7 separate regions of the Mus musculus genome follow, and all the other regions are linked to region 1. A link is a contact called in public Hi-C and promoter capture Hi-C data. All regions are on one chromosome and are shown on one strand. Each heading gives the region's core, a stretch centred on a gene start, on an enhancer-like site or on the middle of the called end of the contact. The rest is flanking DNA. Distances are from core to core; before and after follow the strand shown. Region 1 holds the start of Otud6b (OTU domain containing 6B). Region 2 holds the start of Cpne3 (copine III). Region 3 holds the start of Plekhf2 (pleckstrin homology domain containing, family F (with FYVE domain) member 2). Region 4 holds the start of Ndufaf6 (NADH:ubiquinone oxidoreductase complex assembly factor 6). Region 5 holds the start of Dpy19l4 (dpy-19-like 4 (C. elegans)). Region 6 holds the start of Virma (vir like m6A methyltransferase associated). Region 7 holds the start of Rad54b (RAD54 homolog B (S. cerevisiae)).

Region 1 (2,710 bases), core at 91-2,590:
GGGCTACAGACCGCAAGTCATCAATAAATTCCCTTGCTATATAGAGACTTTCCATAGGTTCTGTGACTCTAGAGAACCCTGACTAATACAACCCCTTACAGGTTTATACAGTTGTAGGTGCAGTTCATTATTCATCTCTGGAAATAAGTTTTCAATTATTTCCAGAAATATTATTTCAACTTCATTTGTTTTGTTCTGTCTCAGGCATTTATATATAAAAAAGAATATGTTTGTCTATCTATTTTTTTTAAGATCTATTTATTTATTATATGAAAGTACATTGTAGCTGTCTTCAGACACTCCAGAAGAGGGCATCATATTTCGCTATGGATGGTTGTGAGCCACCATGTGGTTGCTAGGATTTGAACTCGGGACCTTCAGAAGAGCAGTTGGCGCTCTTATCCACTGAGCCATCTCGCCAGCCCCTGTCTATCGACTTTTGAGACAGGGTCTCACCTATGTAACTCTCTGGACATCCTGGAACTCCCTATGTAGACAGGCTGGCCTCAAACTCACAGAGATCTGCCTGCCTGCCTCCTAAGTGCTGGGATTAAAGGCCTACACAACCACAATCAGCCCTAAATAGAGATTTTTTTTTTTTTTTAAATTTTACTGGACCAACACTCTGAGTCTTCCACTCCTGCCACCATTCCGTGAGCATTCTTGTTTGCCTTTGCTAATTTGTTTTTGTGGCACACGAGTTACATTTGTTAAATCTTGCCTCAAATCTTCAAAACACCCTGACATCACTGTTAATCGTTTTACAACTGAATTTAGCAAATGGACTTTACTAAGCTTAGTCCTTTTTTATCTCTTTCATCACTTATTTCAAGAGTAGGCATTCCTTACTTAGCGTTTCCCCTTTTACCACATTGTAAAAAAACAAAAAACAAACCATTCCCTAGTGTATGACTAATATAACGTAAAGATCCTCATTGAAAACAAACCACGCTTTTATTAAAATTAAAAAAAAAATCTTTTCAACATGTTTTGGCAAAGAGGACAACTACGGAGCGTTCTAAAGCACAAATTGAAAGCTGTGCGAAAGAACGTCCGTGATGTCATCTCCGTGCGCCCCGTCAGGGCCAATCGCCTGGCGCGTAGCTTTGTGCTGCGGTTGCTCCAGCGCCGGGCGCGTCCTTAATCGCACAATCCCAGCTTCCGGCGCGCCGCCCAGAGCGGTCCGAGCGCGCAGGCGCCCTAGCCCATGTCGGCGTCTCCCGGTTTCAGTGGTTAGACCTGGATCCGGAGCCGCCTTGAGGCGGGGCTGGGCCTTCCCGGCGGCCAATGGCGCCCCGGGTGAGGGTTGAGGAGTGGGAGGTGCTGGCCCTCCTGAGGTGCGGATCTCCTTCAGCGCGGGTGCCGGGCCGCCTGGTCGTCATGGAGGAGGTCGTGGCTGAAGAGCTCGATGATGAGGAGCAGCTGGTGAGAAGGCATCGGAAGGAGAAGAAGGAGCTGCAAGGTGACGGGAAAGGGGCTGGGAATGTAAGAGGCGTCCACACCCAAGGCTGGGAGCGTGGAGTGTGTCCTCTGGTACCTGGACGGGCACACGTCCTGGATCCGTCTAGGCTTTCCCTCAGATAACTTTTGATCAGTCTTCTCCAGCTTTCCCCATTCCCTCGACCCCCTTATTTGCAGTCCCCGGAGATGTCCCCGTGTGCGACCTGCCGTGGACCCCTAGCGGGTCCGGTGCACGTGCTGCTGCTGAGTGATGTGCCTGGAGACCAAAGTCTTGGACCTCCTCTTCCTCCCTTCCCATTCCTGCCCCCGATCCCGACGCCTGGCCTTAGTGGTGTGGTCTGAATTGCTTCTCCTTGGCTTGTCGGTCACAGAGAAAGATATTTAAAAGGCAGAAGTTTTACCTTAGTATAGTTTTTTAACCTTGGTTTTGCCCTGTCAAACCAAACAAATTCGAGATTGTGTTTACGTTGGGTCGCAAGCCTCATCCGGACCTTTCTCCGTAGCTGATTGTTGTGTCATGATTAATTGCTTCTATAATTACTTTACATTCTATAATTGTACCTCTTCCCACCCTCTTAACTGCTTTTCGCTTTTTGGTCCGGGGGCTCTGACACGGCTGTTTTGATGACTTTTTTTAGCCAAAATTCAGGGAATGAAGAACGCTGTTCCCAAAAACGACAAAAAGAGGAGGAAGCAGCTCACGGAAGATGTTGCTAAATTGGAAAGAGAAATGGAGCAAAAACACAGGGAAGAACTGGAGCAATTGAAGCAATTGACTTTCAAGGACAGTAAGGTATGGGGAGCGAAGCTTGTCTCTGAGCCCGAGCAAACAGCTGTCTGAGTGTGTTGAACTGCTTATTGAATACGGTCTCAAAATTCTGAAATCGAGTCATACAGTCACACATCACATTTCCTCGACATTAGTTTTTTTAGACAGAGTGCCTTGTAGTCTAGGCTGTCACCCATGTGGATTTGGAGCAGAGGCTAAACCTTGAACTTTAACTTCAGATCCTACTGGTGTGACTTCACAAGTGCTGGGATTACAGGCATGCACCACCACACCTAGCTGTACATTTCTTTAGTATTTTTGTGACCAGGTTTATGGGCAGATTTTCTTTTTTTAAATGGAAGAACAGCAAAAAAGTGCCTACTTCCTTAACCTAATAACCATGTAAAGTATAAGTTATTGCCAGATAAGGTTTGCCTTGAGTGAAAGTTGGCAGCCGAGACTGCTCGTCAGGAACTCCTG
Region 2 (2,710 bases), core at 82-2,581, 4.7 Mb before region 1:
TGCCTTGGACATTTGCGGGACTCTGTTCACCACGGCTGCAAACAGAAGCTGCTCTGATGAGAGCGGAGAGGTGCATTAATCTATGAGTTTAACGAAAAGCCATTAGGAGCTGACTTGATACTCTGTCCATTGAGCAGAATATTTATAGTAGATTCTCCCCTGGGTCTGTGACCTGCCTAGCTGTTGTTTTTGCCTCGATAATAGTGCCAGGTATGGATTTCATTTTGTGGAGTGGAGTGGAACTTAAATCCAATCAGAAAGTGGTGAGTTATTTCCATGATATTCCTGCCACTATTGCACAAAGGGCATGTCTTTCCAGGCTGCTCATCACTGGCGCTCTAGGGTTCACTGCTGGGTAAGACTGAGATGACCTTTCTCCTCTGGAAGCTTACATATCACATTCCATTCTTTAGTCCTTTCTATTGAGTGTCCCCCCCCCCCCCCGCCTTTTTCCCCTCACCAATGTAAGTGAAGTAACTTTTGTAATACTGTTCGTTTGTCTTTGTTGATTTTTATCCCATTTTTTTCCAGCAGATATTTTAAATTTTCATTCAATAGAAGGATGTGACTTTGAGTACCCATCACCATAGGCATTTTGAGATTAGCATAATCTGATGACTTTAGGCAAATTGAACAACTGTTTACCTACCACATTTCACAGTATTTTCTTGCACCATTCTTATGAAAAGGCACGTGGCGCTAAACACATAACAAAGCTTTTGTGACGACCAAATAAAATAAATATATATTAAATAAAATAAGCATGTAAAATTACTCTGGGAAGGTGTACGCTCTACAGAAGGATGCTTAAGAGCTGGCATTTCACACTATTTCCTTGTCCAGATCTGTTTTCTTTCTTTATTTTTTTAAGGTTTATTTGTTTTGCTTTGCATGTATGAATGTTTTGCTTGCATGTTTGTACACACACACACACACACACACACACACACACACACACACATACACACACACCTGCCTGCTGCCTTGGGGAGATCAGAAGAGAATGCCAGATCCTCTGGAATGTGCTAGATGTTTGTGAGCTACAAACCGGGAACTCTGCAAGAGCAACAAGTGCTCTTCACTTCCGAGCCCCCCCCCCCTCCCCCCCAGACCAGATCAGATATTTTACTGCCTAAAGTCAATTACGGGTTTTGTAAGAATTCTTTAAAAGGTCAGCGGGTTGAGGCGCAGCAAAGAAAACTGGGAGTGAAAATGGGTTGAAATGGGTTGGGCAGCAAGCTCCCTATCAAAAGCAAAACTTCACCTTGGTCCCGCCCACAAGCTCCGCCCTCGCCCCTCCGCTCCGGGACTCCGCCCACGAGCCCCGCCCCTCCGCGGTCCAGCCCTCAGGTTCCAGTAAAGCCCCTGCGGTCCTGCCGCCTTGCGGTGCTCCTCGCTGGCTCTCCACCCTCACTCGACTTCTGCGGCGATATAGCACGTGAGTGCGTGACTTTTCCCAGCTCCGGAGCCGTGTGTCCCAGCCCAAGCCTGCAGCCTCCCGGGAAGCGGGCCGGTCCCGGGCGGGAAGACTTAGGGCCCTCAGGCTTCCATGGCCCGTCCCTCCGGGCCCCGGGCGCTGGAAGTGCTCCGTGGGTTTCCGGTGCCCACTCTGGGGACTCCCGAGTGTCGCGTGCTGGGTCCGCGGCCCGTGGAAGTCCGGGGCTGGGGGTCAGCCTGGGGGCCGCGAGCGCCTCCTGGGCCTGCGGCTCGCGCACCTGAAGAACCCTGCCGGGGATCCGCGGGCCTCGAGTGGAAGGGCAGGGTGGGGCGAAGGGTTACAGCCCCGAAATCTCGGTCCCGCTCAGCGGGGAAAGATTGGTGAACCAGACGAACCGGTCGTGTGGGGGAACGGTGGAGGAAAGGCTGCGTGCTGAGGGAAAAGGTGCTACTGAATTCGGTGCAAAGCTGGGCCTGGGTGAAGTCCTAGCAAGCTCCTGCACCTGTGTCCAGGGCTTTGGGCTCACTGCACACGCGACGCGAAGGAAGGGCAGTGCCACTTACTTGTTTTGCAGTCAGAAACTTGAGAGCATAGTGACCGTTAGTGTTGGCGCTAATGCACTTGACTGCGATCAGCTTTTGTTTCTTTCTGTTGTGTTTGTGGCCGCCAATAATCAGAGGGTGAAGTAGGATTAAAATAACCAGTGGTTTGCAGTGACCCACAACCTCTGTGTTAAGACCATTTTTATATATAGTTAGCTCACAACAAGCATAAATGCGACTATTATCTTTTTCACTCCTCAGGAAACTGGAATTAATTTATGAAACTTGGCACCTCTGAAAGTGGTAGCATTAGGTTTCGATTGTGGTCTGTACTTTTTTTTTAATACTTTACGATTTACAAAAGTAAGTGAATCTTATTTCACAAGAAAGGCAGTGACTATCTGTCTAGTTTCAAGTATGTTCTGAGGTTTTGTTATCTGTCTAACCTTTGGGTGGGATGCCCAACCCTTTATGGTGTGTTTCTACATTTGTAAAATGGATATAGCACTGATGTGTCAGAGTGGTGAGGGCTAAATAAAATGTTTGTAGATCACTCATCGAAGTGTCTGATACATAAATAACGATAAGATAAATGATGATGGTAGTTGTAGTGACAACAGTGGATTCTCAGAATCTATCTGCTTTTCAACACTCCCCCTCACCCTGCCCCCTCTGTTTTGAGAATATTTTTTAAAAGGCGGCCCCTTTTGGCTGATGAGTTGAAAAATGC
Region 3 (2,710 bases), core at 153-2,652, 3.8 Mb after region 1:
TTTGTTTTTTTTGTTTTTTTTTTTTTGAGACAGGATTTCTCTGTATAGCCCTGGGTGTCCTGGAACTCTCTGTAGACCAGGCTGGCCTCAAACTCAGAAATCTGCCTGCCTCTGCCTCCCGAGTGCTGGGATTAAAGGCATTCGAAGAGCAACATTTTTATTGATGACACTAGAAACACAGCAGTTCCTAATCTTAAAATTTAAAAAGATTTTAGAGTGTGCTTAGTCTAGCACACATAAAGATTGTGTGTGTATACGATTGAAATCCTGTAACTATCCCTATTACGACAACTGATCTCCTTTGCCAGTTTTGTTCTGGATACTAATTTAAAACAACTGTATTTGTTTCACAGACATTCTTCTTCCTCTTCCTCTTCTTCTTCTTGTTTTTCGAGACAGAGTTTCTCTGTAGACCAGGCTGGCCTTGAACTCAGGATTCCGCCTGCCTCTGCCTCCCAAGTGCTGGGATTAAAGGCGTGTCCAACACCGCCCGGCAGCTCTCAATCTTCTTAATGCTTTAATATAGCTCCTCCTATTGCGGTGGTCTCCACCATATAATTATTTGTTACTACTTCATAACTGTAATTTTGCTGTTATGAATCATAATGCAAAATATGTTCTCCGATGGTCTTAGGCGACTCCTGTGATCCGCAGGTTGAGAACTGCTCAACAGGAGGCTAAAAAGAAAATTCCTGAATAAAACTTTAATAATAACCCAATTTCTACCCCTTTCCTGTTTAAACGGTGTGCTTTTCCCAGCCAGCCAGCCTAGATGCCTCTGCTATCTCTCCGCAGCGCCTAGTAAACGCTCTTCTAACCCAGCGTCATGGTAGCACCGAGTTCTAGGTACGCGAAGCAGTTGGCCGAGGGGAAGTTTTGAAAAGAGCGGAGTTCTTCGGCATAAGGTTACACAGGAGCCTGCGGGTCATGGGTGCGGTAAGCGCAGACCCCTGGCTTGGGAGAAAGCGACAGCAGGTGTTCGGCTGAATGGCCGAGCCGGGCGGGGTTGGCAGACGCGGTTGGGTGGCGAGAAGCAAAGCCTTTCCTGTTCCTTAGGGCGGGAGGCGTGGAGGCAGCTTCCGCCCATTCTTCCAGAGAACTTCGCGGACTGCTTAAGAGCCCTTTCCGAAGGCTAGCCCGAGTCAGGAAAGTCAGGTCAGGCGACCCAGTCCAGCCTCAGCTGGCTCAGACGCGCGTCACCTCTGCAGAGGCGCGCGTTCCCCAACCCCGCCGGGGGAGGCCCCCGAGTGGGTGTGGCCTCCGCTGAAGAGCCCGCCCCCCGTGCGGTCGCGTGGGGATGGAGGGGCGGGGCAAGGCGATGGGCGGGGCGAGGGAGCCGGGAAGAAAGGGCAGGGCGGGTGTGCTCGTGCCCGTGTTTGGCGCTTGGGCGGGGGCGCGCCGGTGCGCGCGCAGGAGGGAAGCCAGCCGGAGCGGCCGTTGTCGGGTTCGACTGGAGGGGCGGTGAAGTCACCTGCGAGCGGCTGCGCCCGCCGCGTCCGGATCGCGCCGGCCTCGCGGGGCCCCACGCAACCCTGCGAGGCTGGGGTCGGGGAGCAGGCGGAGTCCGCGCCCGGAGTCGGCGACTAGGAGGACTCGCACCCTCGGCGCCGCCGCCCGCGCGGGGTCGGGTAGGTGCCATGGGGGTCGGGACGCACCGGGCGGCGGCGGGCTGGGGAGGGAGAAGCGAAACTTTGCGGGCGCCTATCCCCGCGGGCCCGGGCCAGCCGTGGCGCGGGGAGGGGTTGGCGCGGGCGGCGGCGGCCGACGCCATGTTGGGGTCTGTGGGAAACGGGGCGCTCGGGCGGCTCCCCTCCGGGCCGGCGCTCGGGCTGGAACCGCCTGGGTCCCGCCGCGCCCGTCCGCGGGACGCCGCCCGGAGGGCCAGGGCCGGGACCATAGACGGCGGCTGGGGACTGGACCTCGCGTCGCCCCCGAAGTTGTGGGGCAGCAGGACTCGGGTCCCCAGATCGTGCGGTCTGAAAACTTTGCAGGGTCTGGGCGTCAGGGGCACGCTCTGACTCCAGCAGTTTATTTTATGACTTTATATGAAAATGGCACCGTACAATTGGCTCAGATAGGAGCGGTAGCTTACACGCTACTTGAAGGGTTTTTTTTTTTTAAGTTTTATGATCTTTTGCCTAGTTTTTTTTTTTTTTTAATGTTATTAAAGGCCAAGAGCTGGTTCCCCAAGTTGCTCGAGTAGCCTTGTATAGTCCTCGAATATTAAAGCAGTAAGTTGTGTGAGTGTGCAGTGGAAATGACTAGTATTCAGGTTACATACACCTAAGCAGTAATTCAGACTCCCAAGTACATTAAACTGGTAAATGCCTTCTTTGTTATGTTTTAATATGTTGCCTAAGAGACTCGTTAAAGAACCATTTAGAGTTGAACGTTCAGTTGAAACGTTAAGGCATGTGTTGTCTTAAGACTAAGTGAAATAACCCAGTGTGTTGGCTCATGCCGGTTTTCTGAGCACTCCCGCGGGCTAGGGCAGAAGCATTGCCGCGAGTTCAAGGCCAGCCTTGGCTACAGCTTGAGTCTGAAACAAACAACCCCAGGACCACAACAAACAGATTAGGGTGATTTTGACGATTCAGTTTTTTTTTTATTCTTTTTCCTTTTCGTTCCTTAAAGGTGCATGAGTTTTGAGCCCCTATCTTTGTACCTTTATAGCTTAAGGGGTGGGAGGACCCAGGTTAAATCAGAATTA
Region 4 (2,710 bases), core at 59-2,558, 3.8 Mb after region 1:
ATGTGCATGCCACTATACCTATAGACTATTCAATTAATAATAGTTGGTAACAACATATCATTTGTAGTATAGTATCATTTTATTGTATTTTAAACTGTTGTATTTAAGTATTTAAATTAGCACATTATGGCATGTACATAATGTATTTCAACATTTGCCTCCCATTACCCTCTTTTGTCTCCTGCCCCTCTGAGCCTCCTTTTTGTCTTCTGAGCTCCTTCACCTCATCTGGTACTATCTTACCATTTTACTGACTGACCCATCTCTCTAGCCTTATACTGGAATTCTAAATTCTCCACAGGCAAAAGGCTTTGGCCTGATTCCTGGCTGAGAGGCTACTTTTCTATCTCAGGTTCACAACTTCCTCTTTTTGTCTTGCTTCAACCTCACTGTGTAGTGTAGGCTGACTTTGAACACTCAACACTTCCTGTCTCAGCCTTCTTAGTGCTGGCGTTACAGATGACAGAGGCAAGTCAGATTTTACAACATCGAGGGACTGTCAATGGGTTAAAGCAGGAAACAAATGACTCCATGCTCTTGGGCTTTTAGAGTGTTGTGAGAGACAACTAACAGCAAATGATATATTGTTACTGTTAAAAAAGAAAAAGGAGCCGGGCGTGGTGGCGCTCGCCTTTAATCCCAGCACTCAGGAGGCAGAGGCATGCGGATTTTGAGTTCGAGGCCAGCCTGGTCTACAAAGTGAGTTCCAGGTCAGCCAGGGCTACACAGAGGAACCCTGTCTCGAAAAACAAAAGAAACAAAAAACAAACAAAAAGAAAAGGAAAAGGAAAAGAAAGCAAAAGGAAAGAAATTAAATTTTGTCTCTGTCTCTCTCCCCCTTCCTCTCCTTCCCCTTTATCCTTAGTGGTTGATAATGGAGGCATAACCTGGTGCATCTCTCAAGCATCTTTGTGTTTTTCTCTTGGAGGTAGAGTGGCTAATCAGTGTACCTGTTCAGGGCTATGCTGGGAGGTCTCTGGGAATGTGTGTGGGTGAATAGTGGGCATTCAGGTACAACAAGCTTCCAGCAGTGCGGTTACAAGTGTCAATAGCGCCCTTGAAGAGGATCAAGAGAGGATGGGGGTCTCTGGGGTGACAGGATGTAACGTCAGTCGCTTCTTTAAAAAGCAGGCACCCATCCCTTTTGGCGTTCTGGGGTTCTGTGGGAGTGGACGCTGGAGAGGACAACCAAGTCACCAATGTGCAGGATTATAGCGACACCTGGCTCTGGTCTGAGTGGCGTCCTTCCTTTGCGGAGTTGCAGAGATCTGCCGGGGGCGTGGCCACTTTCCGGGGGGCGTGGCCTCAGGGTCGGAGGGCACCCGAAGCGGGTGTCATGGCGACCTCCATGCTGGGTTCTGTCCGCGGCCCAAGGCCATTCGGTTTGGCTAACCTGTTCCATCGCCAGCCGCCTCGGGATGCGTGGGAACGTGTGCGGCGCCTGCCGGGGCCCTCGGCGGTCCGGCGCAGCGTGGCGGCGGCCAGCGGGCCAGGCATCCCCGGTTCCCACCTCTACTGCCTGGAGCTGCTGAGGTGAGTGGCCGCGCCCGGGGGACATCCCCGAGAGCCCAGAGCCTGTGGAACGCAGAGCGCTGAACCCCGAGCCTGGGGCTGCGTCCTCCGGGTCCTGCGTTCTGCTGGGCTCTGTGCCCGTGCTTGGAGAAGGAGACCGCAGGCCTGTTCACGTGGCTCAGCACATCCTCTGCCTGAACCCTAACGTTAATGGACCCTACAACCTTTGCATGCATAGCACTTTTTATTCATGGACAGCTAGTGACTTTAACACCGTTAACTGGCTTTGGGCTCTGTGTGCTGCACTATTAAAAGTAATTCACGGGGCCTGCGCATTTTTAGGTCCATTGGTAGGGTGCTTGCCCAGCGTGCTTTGGATAAACACATCTCACAAAAGTTGGCACACTCACTTTTGACGCATCTTCTTAGGAGGTACTGGCCAGAGGTTTAGATTTAACTACAAAGCAACCTCAAAGCTAAAATTTTGTTTACAAAAGTAAAGTCCAAAGCAGCTTATTTAATTCTCCTTTCAAGTTGTGATTCCCATCAAGGGAGTTTAAGAGTTAGAGCATTAAGAGCTGGAGAAATGGGTTAGCGGTTAAGAGAACAGGCTCAGGTTTGATTCCCAGCCCCGACACGAGATCTAATGCTCTCTTCTGGCCTTCTTGAGCACCAGGTAAGCAGTGTATAGACATATGTGTACGCAAACACTCATACACATAAAAATAAATACAATTTTTAAGATGAAGTTTAATAATTTCAAGGGAACAAGGGATTTGCCAGAGATTTACAAGAACAGCCTCATGACTTGTGTTTTGTTCACCTGGTGTCAGGAAAGACATCTGGGATTTCCTCTGTAGACATGTGTGGGGGTTGGGCCTGATGGGAATTGAGCCCTATGAATAATCTATGGCTTAATTACATCCACCCACACCGCCCCTGCATTTTGCCCTCCCTGCTAACAGCAGTTATCCGGTATGGTTTTTGTTTGTTTTGAGACAGGGTTTTTATGTAGCTGTGGTTGACCCTGTAGACCAGGCTGGCCTGGAACTCCTTCTGGTCTCTGCCTCTCAAGTGTCGGGTCTTTTTTGTTTTGTTTTGTTGTTTTTATTGTGTGTTATTTTTATTTCACGTGTATGCGTGCTTTGCTTGTGTGTATGAACTGTGTGCATGCCTAGTGCCACCGATCAGATTTTCT
Region 5 (2,710 bases), core at 83-2,582, 3.5 Mb after region 1:
AGTGTTGAAACCCTGCCAATGGGAGCTCAAGCGCTGGGCCTCTAATTTTCTCAGCCTCCAGTATCACCAGGGTATACTCTGAGTCCAAGGCAAGGCAGAAAAAGAACTGGTGGCTCTGGCTGAACTCCCAATTAACCAGAAACAAGTGCTCTAACCCCCCCCCCCCCGTCCCTCCTGAATGTAGGATTGGACCCCCAATATCACTAGATCAGGATCCCACAGAATCAGAACAGATCCAGAAACCAGGCATTATAGGAAAAAAAATTAGGAGTTTCTGTGAATTACTATAGGAGGCCTACATAAGAAAGGAAGGAAAGAAGGAAGGAAGGAAAGAAGGAAGGAAGGAAAGAAGGAAGGAAGAAAGAAAAAGAAAGAAAGAAAGAAAGAAAGAAAGAAAGAGAAAGAAAGACAGACAGACAGCTATCCTTTTTTTGAAGTGGCTGTTCACTCATGCTTTTGGGCCAACTGAAGGCGTGCCACAGTGTTCTCAGTATGAGTCATGCACTGCACAACAAAATTAAACTGCATTCTATTGTTATGAAATAATCTCTATACATTCCTCATAGCAGACTATAAAGTACTATTGTGCTTTCTTCCAGAATATTGACATGAGCAAACATTTTGTTCAAGGCAGTTTTCGTGATTGACACGTTGCTCTCTCTTGTGTTTCCTTTTTTATATGATAATAACTTAATTTGCTTATGTAGCTGAGGTTGGCCTTGATAATGAACCTCCTTCCTCTACTTGTCACGGTCTGGGATTACAATAGGGAATAACCTGGTACAAACTTTTTTGTAGCCGCCAAGTGTCTACTAAACCAAACTGTGTATCACTCTTGCCATTGCAGCAGTAGGGAACCTGAGGCAAGTTGAGAGCAGCCTTGGCCATATAGAGAGATCCAGTCTCAAAAACAAACAAGCAAACAAACAAACATCTACTAATCCAAAGGACCTGCCTAGAACGTCTTGCCTGGCTTTGAAATCATCGTAACAAGTCCAGGACTCGTTGCTCTGCAGTTGAAACTCCGTTTTCTGTTTGAAAAATCGGCCGGACATAGGGACTGGATCTGGCCTACAGTCTATGACTTTCTGAGACGGATCCCAGCGTCACGAAAAGCTTGCTCTGGCTCCTGCTTTCCTGTGAGGCTCAGCAAGGAGCGAGGGCGGCGGCGGGGACTCGCTCCTCCCAGGAGCATTGCCATCCCGTGGCCATCGTGGGCATGGCTGAGGCGCTCTAGCGAAACGCTCCGGCCGGGCCCCGCTCCCTGCACTCTGGTTCCCGGAGCGCCTTGGAGGGACCCAGTTGGCGGAGACACCAGAGGGGGGCGGGTCAGGAAGTGGGGGCGCGGCAGCCGGGAGCTGGCCGGGGCGGCCGCGGGGTTTGGATACTCGGAGGTTTGGGAGACTCCGGGCTGCTCGGGAGCCGTAGGGCCACTCGGGTCTCCGCGGAGACGATGGCAAAGGAAGAAGGTGAAGGCTCCGGCGTGTAGCGCGCCAACTGCCGCGGCGGGCTCGGGAGAGGGGCCGGGCCTGACTGCTGGCTGCGGGCCGCGGGGAGCAGGGCGGGCGGGGGCGCGCGCCCCCGAGTTTGCAGTGGAACCGGGCGCGAGCCGAGAAAATGGCCCAAAGTTTCGTCTCCCGAAATAGGACGCAGAAGTGGAACTTAAAGTCAGGAGTCTCGGAAAGGAAGCTGTTGTTGGGTGGCGGGGCTGCGGGTCCGGAGTTGCTCCGCAGTGGAAAGCAGGACGAGCTTGGGTGGGTTCTGGTCCAGGCTGGAAGCTTTGGGTGCAGAATGGGAGGGATCGCACCCCTCGCGGGAAACTGAGGCTGGGATCTGGGATGGACGCGCAGAACCTGACGGAGTTCACTTGTGCTCTAATGGATAACAAATGCCAAAGGGCAGGGGCATGTAAGTGGTTTTAGGGGAGGAGGAGGTCAGTTTTAGGGTTAAAACTAATGGACTGGAGAGAGCTCTGCACGCTCCTCAGGGTCAGTGCCAAGGGAATTTATTGTTTAGCCAGCAATATTTATCCATAGAGGATTTGGACAGTGAGCAAAAGATAGGAAGCGGCAAAAAACTTAGCAGTGTACGATACATAGTGTAAAAAAGTATTGGTGGCATAGTAACTTCATGGGATGTGTATGCACGATTGAGCTCTTGGACTTCATTCGCTCGGATGAACAGTTACATGTTTCATTCTGCTGGAAAGCAGTTTTTATCTTACTGAGTGGAGTTGTGAATGCGACCGTTAGTTATCTGGTTTAGATTTAAGCCGTTGAACCAAGGAGACAAGAAGGGAGTTTGAAGAATTCAATGGAAAGCCATTTTTCAAAAGACTATTAGAAGTACATGCTGACTGGGACTAGATGTCCTGTCCCTGAGGTCATGATTCAGCCATTCCTCCTCTTCCTGCAGCTCTTCGTGTTAAATTTCATGCACATTTAAGATACTACCTAAAACCAGCCTCAAAACAGGTTGCTGGTAAGGAAGAATGTAATTCCTCTTTTTTCTTTAGCTATAGCTATATCTGTGTTTGCAATGTGTTATCATTTGACAAAGATTTTTTTTAAACTTTATTTTTGTGATTAGTTACAAATCTGTGTGGGTAGGTTGATAAACCAGTTTGTCTTTGTGAGCACATTAATACTTAACACAGGAGAAAAATCGCACAGTGCCACTAAAACTTGATATTGTAAATATGCAGAAATTG
Region 6 (2,710 bases), core at 68-2,567, 3.3 Mb after region 1:
CATTACTTCATAAGAGAACATTTTAAATCTCTTCTCATTCAGATGCTTATGTTTTCCTAGGTACGGTCTAAACCCAGGACATACAACCGAGAAAGAATAGGAGACACTCTACCCTACTTTCATGTTGTCATATTAAGAGTACAGTAGGGTTGGAGAGATGGCTCAGCGGTTAAGAGCACTGACTGCTCTTCCAGGGGTCCTGAGTTCAAGTCCCAGCAACCTCATGATGGCTCACAAGGAATCTGATGCCCTCTTCTGGTGTGTCTTAAGACAGCGACAGCGTACCCACATACATAAAATAAATAAATCTTAAAAAAAAAAAAAAAAAAGAATACAGTCTTCATAGAAACAAGACAATCCCCAAAGAATGACTCTCGAAATGATTAGGTTTCCGGTGAAACAAACAAATATGAGGCTTGTTCATTTACTCTCTCTTCCTCGCAGCCGAATTTCTCTGTGGACTTCGTTATAGTTCATTTTTGCGAATCTTCGTTAATTCGCTACATTCAGTACATTCAACTTAAGAATTCCAAGGCCTTTCAGGGACGCTAAAGTAATTCTGTACACAAAACTACGCAACACCCCACCTTCGTCCCCTGAAAACAACAGACTTGCTTTCTAATGACAGTCTTTAGTCCTTCAATACTGCATGATTCGCAAGTGTCCTCCACGCAAAGGAGATTCTCGTAGATCTGTCATGTCCTAATAGGTGAATTCCTTCCCAAACTATTGAAGTGCTATGACAAATTGAGCAATGAGACCGCCGTTAGAAGAGAGATAGAAGAGGACTTAGGATCCTGGATAGTCCGTACCCTGAGGGCATCCAGAACCCGACACTACTGTCAAAAACCAGATGCCCAAGCTCACGCCTGCATCCCACCCGAAGTACACCTGAGACCAAGGACCCTCCGCAGGACTCAACGCTGACAGGACAAACTGTCAGCAGCGCGACTGACTCGACTGAAGCCGCGGGCCCCAAATCAAAGCCGAGAAAGGCAGGGCCGCCGCCCAGGGCCACCGGGCTCGCACCGGGCTGGGGGAGGGGGTGTGGACCAGAGGACCCCCGCGCGCGCGCGACTGAGGGAGGACACCGCCCGGACGGCCCCCGACTCCGCAGCAGGGGTACCGGAACTGAGGGGCCGTGTCGAAATCGGGTCGCGAGGCCTTACCTCAGCGCTCGGATGTTTAAAAGTATCTAAAAATAGCAGCTCCATAGACGAGTCCACCGCCATGTCTGCCGCGGGCGGGGGACCGGGAGATGACTTCCGGGGCAGCTCTCCAACCTCCCAGGCCGAGGCTCCAGCTAGGGGGAAAACTGCAGTACTTCCGGTAAACAGGACGCTGTCGTCTCAAGCCTCCACCAATCCCATCGCAGCTTGCTGACTTAAGCCGTAAGCCCCGCCTCCTCCAGCGCGGCGGAGGGCGCCTTCTGCGAGCCCAAAGGGGCAGGGAAAAAAAAAAAAAAAGAGGGGCGGGGACTACGGTGTTTGCAGTGGTCCAAATCCCGTGGTTCTCCGGAGTAGCGGAGCCACGACGCCTGCGAGAGGCGATGAGTTCTAGAAGATAGGAAAGTGTGCCAAATCTAGACACACGGCACCGTATGCCTCCCACGAGGCATGCTCTCCAAACAAAACCATGCAATGAGGGAATCTGAAAAGACACTGTTTTCAAAGAGAAGAAAAGAGCACACACAAGGCCAGCCAGGAGTTGAATCCCAGCTTGAGCTACATGAGACCGTGTCTCAAAAAATGAGGGAAAGGGAGAAAGAGGGAGGGAGACAACTTGTCTCAGCAAACGAAAGGAAAATTTTCTCGTTTATGAAAATGTTAAATATGATGAATAATCCCACGAGCTGATTATGAGGATTAATTCTTATAAGGTTCAAAAAGGTATATAAATGAAACGTCACGAATATAAGAGAGAGCACAAAGTCTATTTCTGGCTGACAAGCAGTCTGCCAATTCCAGCATTTAAAGGACAAAGGAAGAGTTTGAGCTTCAGACCAGCCTAGACTACTACTCCGTGAGACCCTGCCTCAAAATAAAAAGTGTGTTTGTTTTAATTTTATGAATAGTTTCTCTGTCAAGTGCTGGACACTTGAAACTATACATAGTCCTAGGGAGTGTTAAGAAGGAATTTTTCTCTATTCTGGTCCTCTCAGGAACCACCCATCAAGACACAAAGTTGTAGCAAAACAAAAGCAGATCAGCAAAAGTAGGAACAGGCCATCAGGGAGAGAGTGGGGTGGATCAGCTCAGTGCCTAGGCTATCTCCCTCTCAGGGTTTATATAACTGTCTCTTTGTCGTGCTCTGCTGAGGAGGCTTAAAATGTCTCCATTCTCCTGTATGTTTGCCAGAATTGCTTTCAACTAGACACTGTCTATTCATTTGTTAGATTTGTTCAAGGTCTTGTATTTGATCTCATGACCTTCCCTTAGGACATTTTCTTCTTTTTAAAATTGAGGTTTCGGGGGCTGGTGAGATGGCTCAGTGGGTAAGAGCACCCGACTGTTCTTCCAAAGGTCCAGAGTTCAAATACCAGCAACCACATGGTGGCTCACAACCATCCATAACGAGATCTGACGCCCTCTTCTGGAGTGTCTGAAGACAGCTACGGTGTACTTACATATAATCAATAAATAAATCTTTAAAAAAATAAAAAAAATAAAAAAAAAATAAAATTGAGGTTTCACACTGAAGGCTGAGGCCA
Region 7 (2,710 bases), core at 79-2,578, 3.3 Mb after region 1:
TGGTGGCTCACAACCATCTGTCATGGGATCTGATGCCCTCTTCTGGTGTGTCTGAAGACAGCTACAGTGTACATAAAATAAATCTTTTTTTTAAAAAGGTGAACTACAGAAATTAGTTTATTTCCCAAAACATATTAGCATCTTTACTAGTTTGTTTTGTTTTCTAGGACAAGGGCTCTCTATAGATCCTAGACTGGCTCTGAACTTGAGATCTTCCATCTCCGACCGGCTCTAGCTGGTTTGTAAACTAGTTTTGCTGAGACCTTTTTTACAGGCCCTAGATGTAAAGCCACTTGGCAGCTCTATTGAAATGCTGCGATTTCTGAGGCTTGTAACACGCTACGGCTGAGATTAGGTCTCCCAAGGAAAACGGCCAGCCCAGGCTGATATCTGGAGCACATCATGTTTGCCTTAATAACTGTGCACCAATGACCTTCCCAGCAGGTGATTCTGCAGTTAGCTTAAATCCGTGTCTCCTCTTGTGTCTTATTCACTCTTAATCACACTCAAGCATACGACTATGCAACGGTGAGATTAATTTAAGAATTCAGAACAAAGCTTGACACACAGTACTCAAATACTTTCTGTAATATTATTACTTATAATTACTGTTGCCTGTTTAATCCACAAAATCCTATGAAATCAGAAACAACAAAGGTCCCAGGAGAGGAAAGACAAGAGGGATTATAGAATCATAGCCAGAATCTCTGCCTTCCTCTGGACTACATGGGGAAGAGGGTGTGGCAACTTCTAGGATGCAAGAAAATAAATAAAACTCCAACAGCTAGCAACAGGCCTTGCTATTTCTGCTTTTTGGCTTCCAGCCACGTTGGGTAATAAGATTTCCATTTCATACTGTAAATTCCCCTTAGACTTTGGGACTCCAATCTACCTACCTACAAAATCCTCCATAATTAATGTAAATGGTGTGTTTTTGTTTGTTTGTTGAAACCAGGAGCGGAGAGAGGGCGAGAGAGAACTAGTGGGTGGGTAATTCGCCTAGGGGAGGTGCTAGATGGTTCCACAAGCTCTTGGCTGACACCTGATGTTCTCTGGCCCCAGGCGGCCTCGGGGGCCGTGGCCTCCGAGATCGCTCGGCCCGCAGGACCCGCCCCCCTGCCCCCTGCCCAGCCAGCGAGGGCGCTCCCGCCGCCTCGCCCAGCTCCCCGGGACCCGCGCCATCCTGCACCAGGCCCCGCACGCGCCTCCCCGGGCCTCCGCTGCAGAGACCTACCCCGCAGGCTGACCGAAATCGCGAGCGCCCCGCAGCAGGTACCAACGCCTGCCGCCGACCAGCTCGAGCTTCCCGCCTTCCTACAGCCAACCACGGGCCGGGCGCCGAGCATGCGCACCACGGCGTGCAGTGCTGGTCCCGCCCCCGACTCTGATTGGACAACCGTTGCAGGTACCTTTGCACTTCCTTTTACGTGGGTCTAGGTTTGGTTCCGGTTGACTGCTAGATCTAAAACGAACCGATTTGGTTTCAGTCTTCAGGTCCTAGCTGAGGCGATAAGCCTCACAACTTAAATCAATAAATTAGGATTCGGATCATAGAAGTGTGTGCACCACTGAGGTACACGAAATCCTGTTACTCAAGTGACACTGAGCTACAGTAGTTGCAGCCCCTGTTTTACAAGCCCTTTTAAGGTCTAGGAGTATAAAAACAGATGCGTGATTATTGGACTCTCGTGAAAAGGAGAAGAGCTCCTTTAAACTTAAAAAAAAAAAGACACTATCTTAAAGTATTGTAGACAAGGTCTTGATAGACAAAGTCTTGCTGATCCTTCTGCTCTAAGAATTCTGGAGATAGATCCTTTGAAAAGAGAGAGTGGTTAAAGGTCATTCACTAGATTTTATACACGTTTGACAATTAAAATGCATCCTGTTCTGGTGTCTCTGGACACTGCACACATGAAGTACACCAACTTAAGTGCCTGCAAAACACCCATAGACATAAAACTTAAGTAGACCCTTCCTCCGAAAACAAGGTTTTTTAGAAACCTTTGACCAGTCTAACTTCAGAAGCCACCAGTGTTGTATATGACCGTTGTAAGATATTTAGTGATTTTTTTCTCTTAAGATGCACACACTCACACACACTCACTCACACAATTAGCGATGCAGTTTCTATTAAAGCCTTGCTTAAATCTACATTAACATCTCTTAACTCAAATTTGGCTTCCCACTGACTTCTGAAATTATTTTCTTTGGCAAAGTTAAGAAGCACAGCCTCATCTGAGCAGAGGTCTCTGGTGAGACCCCTCCGGCCGCTGCAGGTGGAAAGCTGTTGTTTGCTGCTACTATGGTGCCTCTCTTTCCACGGGGTGAAGTCAGGTATGCTGGCACACACTTATAATCCCAACACTCAGGAGGTTAAGGCAGAAGGATCACCATAAGAGAGCAGCCTGGGCTACATAGCAAGACTGTCTCAAAAAGCAAACAGGCAGACACATAAATAAGTAAATAGTCTTGTTAAAATGACATAGACACAAAAATTCTACGCATTAATGGGCACCATGAGACGCTTTTACTTGTGTATGTATTGTAATCAAGGTAAACACACCTACCGCTTTAAATTCTTATTTTTTTTTTAGGGTGAAAACTTTGGAAACCCTTCCTTCTGGCTTTTTGAGATATACTGTACAACTCTCTCTGCAGTCACCCTGCTATGCAACCTCGTGCTAAAATTCTTCTAGCTTTCTGAGTGTGA

The links. Promoter capture Hi-C pulls out the DNA fragments that hold promoters and counts their contacts. A called contact is a pair of places that touch in the nucleus more often than the background predicts.
Region 2: a contact with region 1 is called in a promoter capture Hi-C map of pre-B cells. The contact joins the promoter of Cpne3 here to the promoter of Otud6b in region 1. A contact is called at or near these places in 1 of 39 promoter capture datasets (pre-B cells) and 1 of 484 Hi-C or Micro-C datasets (CD4 T cells).
Region 3: a Hi-C map of B cells shows a contact between it and region 1, with 5 read pairs. The contact joins the promoter of Plekhf2 here to the promoter of Otud6b in region 1. A contact is called at or near these places in 1 of 39 promoter capture datasets (cranial neural crest) and 1 of 484 Hi-C or Micro-C datasets (B cells).
Region 4: a promoter capture Hi-C map of the HPC-7 cell line shows a contact between it and region 1. The contact joins the promoter of Ndufaf6 here to the promoter of Otud6b in region 1. A contact is called at or near these places in 2 of 39 promoter capture datasets (the HPC-7 cell line and pre-B cells).
Region 5: a promoter capture Hi-C map of pre-B cells shows a contact between it and region 1. The contact joins the promoter of Dpy19l4 here to the promoter of Otud6b in region 1. A contact is called at or near these places in 2 of 39 promoter capture datasets (cranial neural crest and pre-B cells).
Region 6: a contact with region 1 is called in a promoter capture Hi-C map of pre-B cells. The contact joins the promoter of Virma here to the promoter of Otud6b in region 1. A contact is called at or near these places in 2 of 39 promoter capture datasets (cranial neural crest and pre-B cells) and 1 of 484 Hi-C or Micro-C datasets (CD8 T cells).
Region 7: a promoter capture Hi-C map of pre-B cells shows a contact between it and region 1. The contact joins the promoter of Rad54b here to the promoter of Otud6b in region 1. A contact is called at or near these places in 3 of 39 promoter capture datasets (cranial neural crest, hippocampal neurons and pre-B cells) and 1 of 484 Hi-C or Micro-C datasets (CD4 T cells).

What each region holds. Positions count from the first base shown.
Region 1 is chr4:14,825,043-14,827,752 of GRCm38.p6, reverse strand. It overlaps Otud6b (OTU domain containing 6B), which reads left to right and starts at 1,340. Exons shown (of 7, transcript NM_152812.4): 1 at 1,340-1,462; 2 at 2,100-2,254. The coding sequence starts at 1,381.
Region 2 is chr4:19,568,729-19,571,438 of GRCm38.p6, reverse strand. Cpne3 (copine III) reads left to right here and starts at 1,331. Exons shown (of 16, transcript NM_027769.3): 1 at 1,331-1,438.
Region 3 is chr4:11,006,311-11,009,020 of GRCm38.p6, reverse strand. Plekhf2 (pleckstrin homology domain containing, family F (with FYVE domain) member 2) reads left to right here and starts at 1,402. Exons shown (of 2, transcript NM_175175.4): 1 at 1,402-1,628.
Region 4 is chr4:11,074,803-11,077,512 of GRCm38.p6, reverse strand. It overlaps Ndufaf6 (NADH:ubiquinone oxidoreductase complex assembly factor 6), which reads left to right and starts at 1,308. Exons shown (of 9, transcript NM_001085493.2): 1 at 1,308-1,533. The coding sequence starts at 1,337.
Region 5 is chr4:11,320,759-11,323,468 of GRCm38.p6, reverse strand. It overlaps Dpy19l4 (dpy-19-like 4 (C. elegans)), which reads left to right and starts at 1,332. Exons shown (of 19, transcript NM_001081201.2): 1 at 1,332-1,469. The coding sequence starts at 1,454.
Region 6 is chr4:11,484,565-11,487,274 of GRCm38.p6, reverse strand. It overlaps Virma (vir like m6A methyltransferase associated), which reads right to left and starts at 1,317. Exons shown (of 24, transcript NM_001347055.1): 1 at 1,170-1,317. The coding sequence starts at 1,232.
Region 7 is chr4:11,557,538-11,560,247 of GRCm38.p6, reverse strand. Rad54b (RAD54 homolog B (S. cerevisiae)) reads right to left here and starts at 1,328. Exons shown (of 15, transcript NM_001039556.3): 1 at 1,235-1,328. It overlaps LOC115489931 (predicted GPI-anchored protein 58), which reads left to right and starts at 429. Exons shown (of 3, transcript XM_030253962.1): 1 at 429-444; 2 at 956-1,405. The coding sequence starts at 429. Gm35693 (a long non-coding RNA gene) reads left to right here and starts at 1,422. Exons shown (of 3, transcript XR_390401.4): 1 at 1,422-1,573; 2 at 2,217-2,334; 3 at 2,595-2,710.